Linked DNA regions of Mus musculus: all the other regions are linked to region 3. The links are chromatin contacts, called in public ChIA-PET maps. All regions are on one chromosome and are shown on one strand. The core of a region is the stretch at or near the end of the contact, and the rest is flanking DNA. Distances in the headings are between cores, read along the strand shown.

Region 1 (3,544 bases), core at 937-3,436, 100 kb before region 3:
CTGGGGACCCTAGTTCTGGGGAAGTGTGGTGTTAACCAATGTTTGATGTTTGGAGAAGGACTTATGTGGAGCCTGTCTGCTGGGCCTGGAGCTACCCCATACCCACTTCAATAGCGTTTGCCATCTCCTCCCTAAAGTCAAAACGGCCTCCACTGCGAAAATCCAGTCGCAAGAGTTCAGATGCGCTTTCCTGTTACAAACTGGGAAATTCGTTGAGAAGTTTCAATTCTTGTTGCTTGCCGGGTTTCTCTCACCTCCACTTAGCCATGTTTCTATGATCTGGGTAATCCCTTTCAAGCCGGGGAGGAATTCTCGGGAGTCCATAATTGAGGGTCGGGAATCTGGGGCGTGGGAGAAGCGTTAAACCCTATGTATCTGCAGAGTGCAGGGCTCATTCCTCGGAGGTCTGCGAAGCGGCGCCAGAGTGGGTCCGCCGTAGCAGGGTGGCTCCGCAGCCCTTACTTGCCCGGAGCGGCTAAAGGCACAGTGCCCCACCGAACTCCCGACAAGGGCTGCAGGTCTGGGCATTGGGTACCCGCACCACCGGCAAACGTGCTCCGTACACGTGCACCGTACTACTGCAGGACCCAGAAAATCCTGCAAGCGCAGAACCCAGCTCCAAACTCAAAGCAAACTCCAAACTTGAGCTCCAAACTCAAGCGCGAAGCGTGAGCACCTCCGTGCTCCCGCCTGGTGCGACTTCACGCCACCTGGCGCACCGGTTTTTTCCGTTTTGTTTTTTTTTTTTTTTTTTTTTTTTAATTAAGGCGCGAAGGGCCGGGGTTTGTGAACCGCCCGAAGCCCCACGACAGTCTACAACTCCTCGAAGGCCTTCGAACTTCGGGTTTTCAAATGGGGACCCAGAAAAGACAGAAGAATCTGCTTCACGCGAGTGGTTAGGAGGCCCAGCTCCCCCGGCGCGGGTGGGGAAGTCTGCAGGACCAGGAGCTGGTCGGCCTGCAAGCTTTTCTCGGGCTTGGAAGAGGACTGGAGGGAGAGGAATGGAGCAGTGGCCAGGATATGGAAATCCCGTGTCGGGCACTGGGTTTCCAAGGTCAGACTCTCTGCATCCTATAACTTTACAGCCACCAAGCGAGCCACGGGGTCCACGACGACAAAAAGAACTGCGCTGAGACCTCTCTGCGTCTCTGTCTGGGATCCAAGACGCCTGGGAAATGGCATCTGACCCGCGTCGGAAGATTTAGGCTCCAAAGAGGAGTGTGGATGGGTTCGGGCGACCGCGACCGCCTGAGCGCCCGAGGGGACTGTAGTGCCGGCATCTATCCGGGCCTCAGCAGCAGGGAAGACACAAGATTATTTAACCTAGTGTGGCGCAGTGGGAGAATGCTTGCACTCAGTGACTGAATCTCCCTTCGCCAGCTACCTCTGCTCCACTTCTGAGGGTCGCATCAGCGTTCCCGGTTACCAAGGCTCTATTATTGTCGACCTGAAGCTTTGGCCCAAAGTCGATTGCCCTGTTGCCGCTAGCGCCCCTTGGGTTCAGCGCTCCCGCGTGCCCTCTGGCCCACCCCGTGTTCTCTCTCTCTCTCTCTCTCTCTCTCTCTCTCTCTCTCTCTCTCTCTCTCTCTCCCTCTCTCTCTCTCTCTCTCCTGGAAGGCGTCGTGCACGCGTGCGTGTGGATGAGTGGAGGGGAAAGGAGTAATTTTTCCTCGGGCCACCCCTTTAGACTCGCGGATCGGCCACCCAAGGAAGGTGCAAGTGTGAGACCAGGATTGCCACCCCGTCGCCGGGCACTTAGCCAGCTGTTAGCGCCGCCTTTTCTGGGCCGCGCCCGCGGGTGACCTGCCCGGAGCCTCCGTGGAAACCAGCACTGCAGCCCTCCCTCCTTCCTTCTTTACCGCGTCGGCCGCTCATCCTCGATCCCAGGCCCTGACACTCAACCTCGGAGCGGGTAGGCGCGACGCTTCTCGTGCACTCACCACGGCTTACCTTACCCCGGGAGCGCGCCGGTCTCTCGTGGGGACAGTCCCTGGAGGTGGCGACGCGGAGGCGCGCCGGCGACTCACGGGCCGCGGCGGGGGTCGGAGGCGAGGCTCACCGCCCCCGCCACGGCCCCTCCCCTCCCCCCTCCCGCGGTCCCGCGCAGCCCAGTCTCCGCCCGAAGGCGGGTCTGCCATAAACAAACGCAGCTCGGTCACACGTGGACCGCGGAGCAACTGCGCCCCGCCACCGATCGCGGGCTCCGGACGACCGGACTAAGGAAGCCGGAACCGCCGGGGAGGGCAGGAAAGCGCACCGAGCTCAGGCTTGGCACTGGCCACTGCCACCTCGCTCCGCTCCCGCCCCATGGCTCCGCGGCGGCCGCCGCCGCTGCCGCCCTTGCCTTCCGAGGGCCCTCGCGGCAGCGGGTACAAGCCCTCCTTTAAGGACTAAACAGGGTCGGCGCCTGCTCGCCCGCCAACCACAGCCCCAGGAAGGTCGAGGCGGGAGATACTGGAGACCAGAAGGAAGAGCGAGCTGGGATCAGGTCCACACGGGACGGTCCAGCCTCCAGCCTCAGACAGAGAGGGGGGCTGCGCAGCTGGTTTGCGACGGACTCAGGGCTGGCGCCTTGCAGAAGACGTTGGGTGCTCCAGGCCGGTCTCCCGCACCTGCCCGAGCCCGGCACCCCGACTCACCTGACCCCTGGCGTCCCTGTCCCCATTCCGGCTGCCGCAGCCCAAGCGGGACTCCGCGGGCCTGGAGCGCAGCGAGGTCTAATATGCCCAGAGCCGAGGCGCGATGAAGGAGAAGTCCAAAAATGCGGCCAAAACCAGGAGGGAGAAGGAAAATGGCGAGTTTTACGAGCTGGCCAAGCTGCTCCCGCTGCCTTCGGCCATCACCTCGCAGCTGGACAAAGCGTCCATCATCCGACTCACCACCAGCTACCTGAAGATGCGCGCGGTCTTCCCGGAAGGTGAGGCTGCAGGTGGGCGTCCGAGGCGCGGGGGAGCTGAGCGGCCGGCTGCAGAAAGGAGGCTTCCGTGCGCGGAGAAGCCCGCGCGGCCTCCTGGCTACCGTGGCCGCGTCTGGGGAGGCCGCGCCGGGGCTTCGGCCCAGGCCTAAGCTAAGGCTGAGGGACAATCCAATCACGTATAAGCTCTGGGCAGAGTCGGGAAAACCAAGCGTTATTCCTGGGTTAGTGTTTGCCAAGCTGACACAGGCAGGCTAGTTCGTTCCGGTTGTTCTTTCCCCCTTTCCTTTCTTTCCTGGCCCTCTCCTCCTCTCCTTTCACTGGCTTCTCTTTCTTTCCTTCCTTCCATACCAGTCCATGCTGGTCTTCTCTCTCTCTCTCTCTCTCTCTCTCTCTCTCTCTCTCTCTCTCTCTCTCTCCCTCTTTCTCTTTCTTTCTCTCTCTCTATCTCTCCTTCTTCTTCTTCTTCTTCTTCTTCTTCTTCTTCTTCTTCTTCTTCTCCTTCTCCTTCTCCTTCTCCTTCTCCTTCTCCTTCTCCTTCTTCTTCTTCTTCTTCTTCTTTCTTCTCCTCCTCCTCCTGCTCTCTCTCCATTATAATTTTTTCCCTTCTCCTTACTTCTCTCTCGCCTC
Region 2 (3,562 bases), core at 108-2,607, 120 kb before region 3:
TTACAGGGGACCTGGACTTGGTTTCCAGCACTCACATGGTGGCTCGGAACTGTCTGCAACTCCAGTTCCAAGGCACCTGCTCAATGCTGTCGTCTGGTCTCCTCAGCTCCTGCAATTGAATGGTCCACATAAATTCATGCAAGCATACATGTATACAGAGCAAATCCTCACACATACACAACAATAAAATAAATAAATGTAATTTTATAATTTTCATGTGGCTTTACTAGAATATTAAGTGAATTAAAGGCCCCATCCTAGGATGTTAGAGAGGATCTACTACTACCAAAGCTGCAAACCCAGCACTCAGGAACTAGAGGCAGAAAGACCTGGGTTCAAGGTCATCTCAGCTAGGAAGCTCCTTTCTTTACAAAAACAAAAATGAGATTTATGTATTTTATGTATGTGAGTATACTGTCTCTTTCTTCAGACACTCCAGCAGAGGGCATCAGATCTCATTACAGATGGTTGTGAGCCACCATGTGGTTGCTGGGAATTGAACTCAGGACCTCTGGAAGAGGTGCTCTTAACCTCGGAGCCAGCTCTCCAGCCCTAGGAGGCTCGTTCTAGTTAACCAAAGCTCAGCTGGTAAAGGGGGCTTCCTAACATACACAAGCCTGGGGTTCCTTCCCAGCACTATGTGCACAGGGAGTAGTAACATGGAGCCCGCCCAGCAGGTAGAGGCAGGGCAGATGTTCAAGGTCACTTGGTGTGATAGTGCATGCCTTTAATCCCAGCCTGGTCTACAGAGCCAGTTCCAGTACAGCCAGAGCTACATGGAGAAACTCTGTCTAAAAAAAAAAAAAATCAAGGTCATTGTTTGGTCACACAGCAAGTTCAAGATCACCCTGGGCTACTCTTTAAAGGCTGTACCTTGAAACGGACTGGAGGGTTAATTAACTTCCCTGGGTTTCACTTTTGTCAATCTGTAAAATCGGCTCGTAACGCCACCAGCATCAGAGAGCCTGAGGTCTGTACAAAGTAAAGGTGTAGCACACTGCCCCTCTGTAGGAAGCCCCAGTGCTCACTGCCCCTGTAGGAAGCTCCTGTGCTCAATGCCCCTCTGTGGGAAGCTCCTCCCTCTGTAGGACGCCCCACCCTCTGTAGGAAGGAAGCCCCACCCTCTGTAGGAAGGAAGCCCCTGTGCTCACATCTCAGCTGACCAAGCCAATAGCTAGTCTTTCGGTTGTCCTTCGACTGTGGTGGTTTGAACGAGAAATGCTCCCATAGGCTCACGTATTGAACACTTGGTTTCCAGCTGGTGGTGGATCTGCTTGGGAAGACTTTAGACAGTGCCGCCTTATGAGAGGAAGTGCGTCATCACTGGAGTTTGGCTCGGAGAGTCTGAAAAGCTCAGCATTACAGTTCATTCCATCTGCTTCCTGCTCCCGCAGGCCACGCCTCCCTACCATGGTGGACTCTCTAGAACAAGAAGCCAAATGAACCTTTCCTTTTATAAACTGCCTTGGTCATGGTGATTTATCTCGGCAGCCGGAAGGCACTAACGACAACGGCGCCCTTTTGGTCTGCGCTGCCTCTAAACCCTGAAGGCGGTTCTGGAGGTTCTGCGTGGCGCTGACTGCTCTGTTTCACAAGCCCTCTCTTCCTTTGCATCTCAGCTGTATCCCTTTGCCAAGTGACCATTTCAACAGAGACACAACCTCCTTTTCCAAACACAGTGAGAAGGGAGGGGATGGGACCTAACTAGCACTCCCTTAAAATCTAAAGTTTCCAAAATACTACACCTGAGGGAGTCCCTGTGAACACTCCTGCTTAGAATAGAAGAAGGACGGACGTCTCTGACTTCTTCTGACTCTGTCTGTCTGTGAAGACCAATCGGAACAAGTGTACTAACACAGCTAGAAAAGCTGGAAAAGTGCCAAAGATGCTTGCCCAACGTCAGAGAACAATCCAAATAACATCTATTGCTGGAGAGAAGCTATAGACAAGCAAGCCGAGCTGGCTCTAGAGTCTCTCTTCCCTGTGAACACTATCCAGATCAAGCTCAAGCTGGAGACACTGGGTACTGAGCCAGCCGTATCCATCTAAGAGGCTGGGAGGACTGCATTTGGACTTGGGAAGAGCAGAGCAGCCCAGAGGGGTACAAATTCTTGGAATGAAAAGAAAAAGGAACTTCAGAGATATGAACTTCATAGCCTATGTGGGTTTCCTGCCCAAAGTTGAAAAACAAACAGAAAACCACTGAGAGATGAGAATCTGGGCTCACTTTTCAATATTCTCCTTGTTAGCCAGCCGACTGACTAACTCAAAAGACATCTTCTCTGAACGTCAGAAAAATGATCTTTAGTGAATACATCTTGGGGTGAAGTCATCCTAGATCTGGGGTGTTCTCTGCAGCAGCAACTGTTGTGGTAAGAAGGGTGAGGACAAAGAGCCATGCATCACGTGACAGGGAGTCCGAGACCAAGGCTTGCCTGGGGTCAAAGATGAAAAGGACTGGGGGTGGGGGGGAGCCTGCTGTGCCCTGCTGAGATGCTTAGCCCAGGTTTCCTCGGTAGCCTCAGGAATCCAAGGGAGGTCCTTTCTCTTAGCTATAAGCCTTCCAGTCTGTAGTCATTTCTTCCCATCAGTCCCAGGAAACAGTTCCAGTTTCTTGGTGCTGAAGGTGTAGAACTGAGAACTTGGGCGGCTGTCAGAAAATGGGCAGCCCAGGCTAGGCACTGAGGCCCGGCAGCATCTGACCCCCAGAGAGGAGGAAGCAGCATCAGTCTGAACATGAAACAAATCTTTTTAAGGTGAAGATACTAAGTGTGGTTTTGGATTGGGTGGGATCCAGTGTATTGATCTAACACAAGTACAGTGTGGGTAATTGAAGGCTTCATCTGTCAATCACCTTCCTGTGGTAAAACACCGTAACCAAGGCCTGAGAGAAGAAGGGTTTATTTGGGTTTTGCTTCTGGAGAATAAATGGTGTTGGAGCGGAGGTGGCAGGCGCCTAGAGCAGCCGCTGAGAGCTCACATCTCAAACCACAGACAGAAAGCTCCCCTGCTAAGATACGTAGAGAAACTTCAGAATAAGCAAGAAAGAAAAGGTCTTGTCTTTTAGGATCTGCAAGGCTATTTTCTCCTGTCTTTGGAATAAGGACCTCACACCTTTATTCTGGACTATTCCCCACTGTGTCTTAAGGCAGAGCTCAAGTGAGGAGGAGTCAGGGTAACAGAAGGGAGGGGAGGAGAAGTTGGAGAGATGGCTCAGTGACTAAGACATTTGCTGTTCTTGTAGAGGACCTGGGCTGGGTTCCCAGCACCAAATGGCAGCTCACAACTATTGATAACTACAGTTCTTTGAGATCTGGCGCCCTCTTCTGGCCTTCTTGAACACCAGGCATGTACCACAAATACACACAGGCAAAACACTCATAGGGGTAATGTAAAATAAATCTAAAGGGAGGTTGTAAGTAGAAACTTGCAGCTGAGCTGGAAGTCCACAGTGCATTTTATATTATTTTAAAATTTATTTCCTAAGTGCGTGAGTGTGCCTGATTCCTGGGGAGGTCAGAAGAGGAAGCCAGGTCCTCCAGGACTGGAGTTAGAGACAGTT
Region 3 (3,556 bases), core at 863-3,362:
GAGTTTCTATGCGCCTGTGCAGTGCCAGGTAGGGCATCCGCAGGGTCTCAGGCTCAGCCTTACACACAATCAGCAGCCAGCAATGAAAATATGGTTTGACTGTGGCTCTTAGACGCTGTGCAGCCCTGTCCACTGGGATGGGGGATGGGTGAGTCCCCAACCTAGACTGTCCTCGTTAGAGCAGAAACTAGCAAGTTCTGGGGCCCACACCAATGCTGAACAGGACAGTCCAGGGGTGCACTGGAATGTGTGAAGCCCAGATGTCCGACACAAGGGAGAACACACCTGAAATCAGTTTTGGGACCATTCAAGGGACTGCAGTACACGAGCCACAGGGACTTTGGGGTGCCACTTGTTTGGGGATTTGGGCTTGCTCACTGGCTCTGAGACAGTTATCAGTTGAACTGTGACCTCCCTTCCCCCTGCAGTAAAAATAAAGATCCTGGAGTGCTAACACCCAGGATGTTACATCGTAACCTCATTTATGCCTCTGCAATGTCATCAAACTAGAAACAGGTTACTTTGTAACTTCATTTGTGACTTTGCAGTTATCACATAGAGGTGCAGGTGTGACAGGCAGTGCTTCTAGACTTTCAAATGTACCTCCAGCTTAGGGACAATAAGTTTCAGTCATTTAAAGCCACAGTCCTATAATAGCTGACCATTATAAAACTCAAACAATCACCCTACCTAAGTTTCAAGCTCTTGGGGTGTAGCTCAGGGGAGGAACCTTTGCATATGAGTAAGTTTCTGGGCTTAATCCCCATCTCCCAAACAAAACTGATCAACTAAACAATAATGTATATTCCTTTAGTTTGATACTAAAAATAATTGCTGTTTGTTAATCAATTGTTGAGATTGGTTTAGTTCTAATGTCTATGTATATGAGTTTGAGCATGTACCCACACAGACACACACACACATTTGCTCACACATGTGCATATTCACACATGAACATGCACACACAGACACACACATGGGCTCACACACATGCACGTGTACACACACACACAGTCATGCACATGTGCCCACACACGTGTACACACACAAACACACACACAATACACAGTTTTGATTTGTAAGAGGTGCCCTGTTCGTCCTTCTTCCTTTCTCAACTCCAATACACCAGGTAGACTCACTTCTACCAGGAAGTCCCCAAGCTGTTCCCAATCTGAGGACCCTGTCCAGCCACAAGCAGGATTAGCCCTGCCGGACAACCATGGATCCTGACTGCTTCTCAGCTACTTGGTATCACACCTGTAATGCAGTAGTTTCTGGACAGCAAACAGCAAACCAGGAACTACTAAGGATACAATCCAGTTGGAACTGGAACTCTAACATCTGCAGCCCTAGCTGAAAGGCATAAAGTGAGGGGTACCGTTCCCCAAAAGACCAGAGGAGAAACATCTGGAGATGGAGGAGACTCTTCCACCTAATGCCAGGAATAAGAGGCCCACGTGGGCTTTTAAAAAGAAAAGAAAGATGAGGGGGATTGCCCTGGCTTCACTCTGGACCGATTTTAATGTGAGAACAACAAACGGAGAAAGCCATCCGGCCCACGACTTTGCTCCGACCTGTGTGCTTTGTGGTACAGTTCCTGACTAGCCTACATAAATTTTTTTTAAGCACTGTGTGAAATAATCTTTTAGGCTTACAGTGAAGGAGATGTTGGCTCTCTTCCTCCTGTTCTGGGTCATTCTCTTTCTTACAGGCCTGGCGGAGGCACCCCCACGACAAGAGGAGCTTCTCTGATGGTCGCATGGCTGTCCTTCCCTGTCCCTTGGGATGTTAGGTCTTCTTAGTTATCTCCTCTTCTTTCCGTTACAGTGGGCCAGTGACTTTTCTCTCTTCCTACGTATACTAAAGGTCTACGCCACCCATCAATTTTAACTTCGAAGGGACAAGTAAATAAATCCTATTACAAGATGACTAAAAATCCAGAACAAAATAGCCTACTAGAAGGTAAGCGGGAAGGTGTGTAAGTAAGCAACTCTGTCTCCAAGGAGGGGAGGCAGGAGCTGTGACCTGATGGCTGATGAGGACTAAGCCTTCACAGCGACCACGATGACAATGATGACGGCAGTGTGGTGAGGATGGAGCAGAGCACAGAAGAGGAAGTCACTGAGCACGAGATGAAAGGAGGGAGGCCGCCTCTGAGAGGCAAGACGCTGCACAGGAACTGATATATCTCCGGGGCCCGTGTGAAAGGGCTCTCAAAACACAGGCAGAGCTTGGATGTGGTCCAGCGTCCATGGATTATCTCGGTGGCGCCTGGTAGTGGTAAGCACCTCAGGATTCGGGCCGCGGATGAAAGCGAAGGTTCCAGAGGCACTGGGAGGCAGTAGGGCATTTCTGGAGATGAGCTGTGCAGCAGAGATGAGGGGCTAAGGAGGAAAGGAGGCACCCAGTGATGTGGAGAGACATGGAGGCCGAGTGGAGCAGCCCACAACACATCCACTGATCCTGTTTGTTCTCAGGAAAAGCCTTCTTCTTTTAGATGACCCCAGGAATAGATCAGGGGTGCTGGTACCCTAAGGTCTCCTACACTCCTTGTGGGGTGTTTTCCTGGCTTTCCGATGCTGCACAAACGCACACGGGCATTCCCAGATGCCCTGCAGGTGAGGCTCGGGAGGTGCGTTCCTGCGACTCTCTTGCTGTTCTGCTCGGCTTCTGTACGTCCAGTCCCCAGCACCGCAGAGCAGCTAGAGTGCCCAGGGCCTGGCCGCATGCTCCCTAGGTGCTGTGAGCAGGTGCAGCCACAGTGGGGATCTGTCGTGGGGTCTCAACTGCAAGGGAAGGTCTTGAGACCAGCAGTTCCAGTGGGGACGTCTCCTTGCTGAGCAGTGGCCGCTGCTGAGGCTATGATAGAGTCAGCACCGGTCACTGACCTCCCAAATCCCCAGGCACCTGTATTAAATCCCACTCTTCTGAGATTGTCCTAACTACTGGGCCCACAAGGGGTCTTTCTGAGCTGACTTCCAACTCACAATGAACGTTAATGTCCTGTAGCGTTTTCTAGAGTGGCCGTATCAACAGACGGTTCATGTTCTGAACCAGTCCACTCACCACGAGTGACAGATACGGCATCACCACTCCCCTTTTACCAGTGAGAAAGCTCGCCTGCACACGGTGAATCAGCCATGGAAGGAAGCGGGTTTGTCACATTGCCTCCTAGTAAGTTTGGAGCTTACTCAGGAAAGACCAAGGGCAGGATGGAGACACTGGGATTCCAGGGTTGGACGGCCCTGAGCACAGAGGAGTGAGGAACAAGAGAAGGCTGGGGTGGGTTACAGAGGTGCTTGAAGGAAGGTCGCAGGCTGCACGGCAGAGCCAAGAGGACAAGAGGCAACAAGGACATCTGCTGACAGGACGGATGGGAAGGGCCGGAGCTTATGACTGAGTCTGTTTGGAGAAGAAGCAACTCCTCTCCAAACGTGCACACCCAACGGTGAGAGAGACAGACAGACAGACAGACAGACAGACAGTAGAGAAAGAGAGAGAGATAGACAGACAGACAGACAGACAGGAGAGACAGGAGAGACAGGAGAGAGAGAGA

The links. ChIA-PET counts read pairs in DNA pulled down with a chosen protein or histone mark.
Region 1: an RNA polymerase II ChIA-PET map of memory CD8 T cells shows a contact between it and region 3, with 65 read pairs. The contact joins the promoter of Sim2 here to the enhancer-like site in region 3. A contact is called at or near these places in 3 of 39 promoter capture datasets (cranial neural crest, frontonasal cranial neural crest and maxillary cranial neural crest), 1 of 484 Hi-C or Micro-C datasets (cranial neural crest), 6 of 115 datasets of contacts at active chromatin or transcription factors (embryonic midbrain, embryonic stem cells, forebrain and 3 more) and 3 of 9 other capture datasets (adipose tissue, liver and pancreatic islet).
Region 2: a contact with region 3 is called in an RNA polymerase II ChIA-PET map of memory CD8 T cells, with 27 read pairs. The contact joins two enhancer-like sites. A contact is called at or near these places in 1 of 484 Hi-C or Micro-C datasets (nephron progenitors), 1 of 115 datasets of contacts at active chromatin or transcription factors (memory CD8 T cells) and 3 of 9 other capture datasets (adipose tissue, liver and pancreatic islet).

The regions. Positions count from the first base shown.
Region 1 is chr16:94,083,074-94,086,617 of GRCm38.p6, forward strand. Sim2 (single-minded family bHLH transcription factor 2) reads left to right here and starts at 2,187. Exons shown (of 11, transcript NM_011377.2): 1 at 2,187-2,917. The coding sequence starts at 2,743. Gm31175 (a long non-coding RNA gene) reads right to left here and starts at 2,071. Exons shown (of 6, transcript XR_876272.2): 1 at 1,951-2,071.
Region 2 is chr16:94,065,089-94,068,650 of GRCm38.p6, forward strand. The region is part of intron 1 of Gm31175 (a long non-coding RNA gene); the gene reads right to left. Among named protein-coding and RNA genes, the nearest start is that of Gm31175, 18 kb to the right of the region's middle. Within about 2 kb of position 1,358, at least 58 of the 459 cell types and tissues checked have an H3K27ac peak or open chromatin away from gene starts, as enhancers often do. A contact at or near this core is called in memory CD8 T cells, where this site is marked.
Region 3 is chr16:94,183,464-94,187,019 of GRCm38.p6, forward strand. All of the region lies in intron 6 of Hlcs (holocarboxylase synthetase (biotin- [propriony-Coenzyme A-carboxylase (ATP-hydrolysing)] ligase)), which reads right to left. Among named protein-coding and RNA genes, the nearest start is that of Sim2, 100 kb to the left of the region's middle. Within about 2 kb of position 2,113, at least 57 of the 459 cell types and tissues checked have an H3K27ac peak or open chromatin away from gene starts, as enhancers often do. A contact at or near this core is called in memory CD8 T cells, where this site is marked.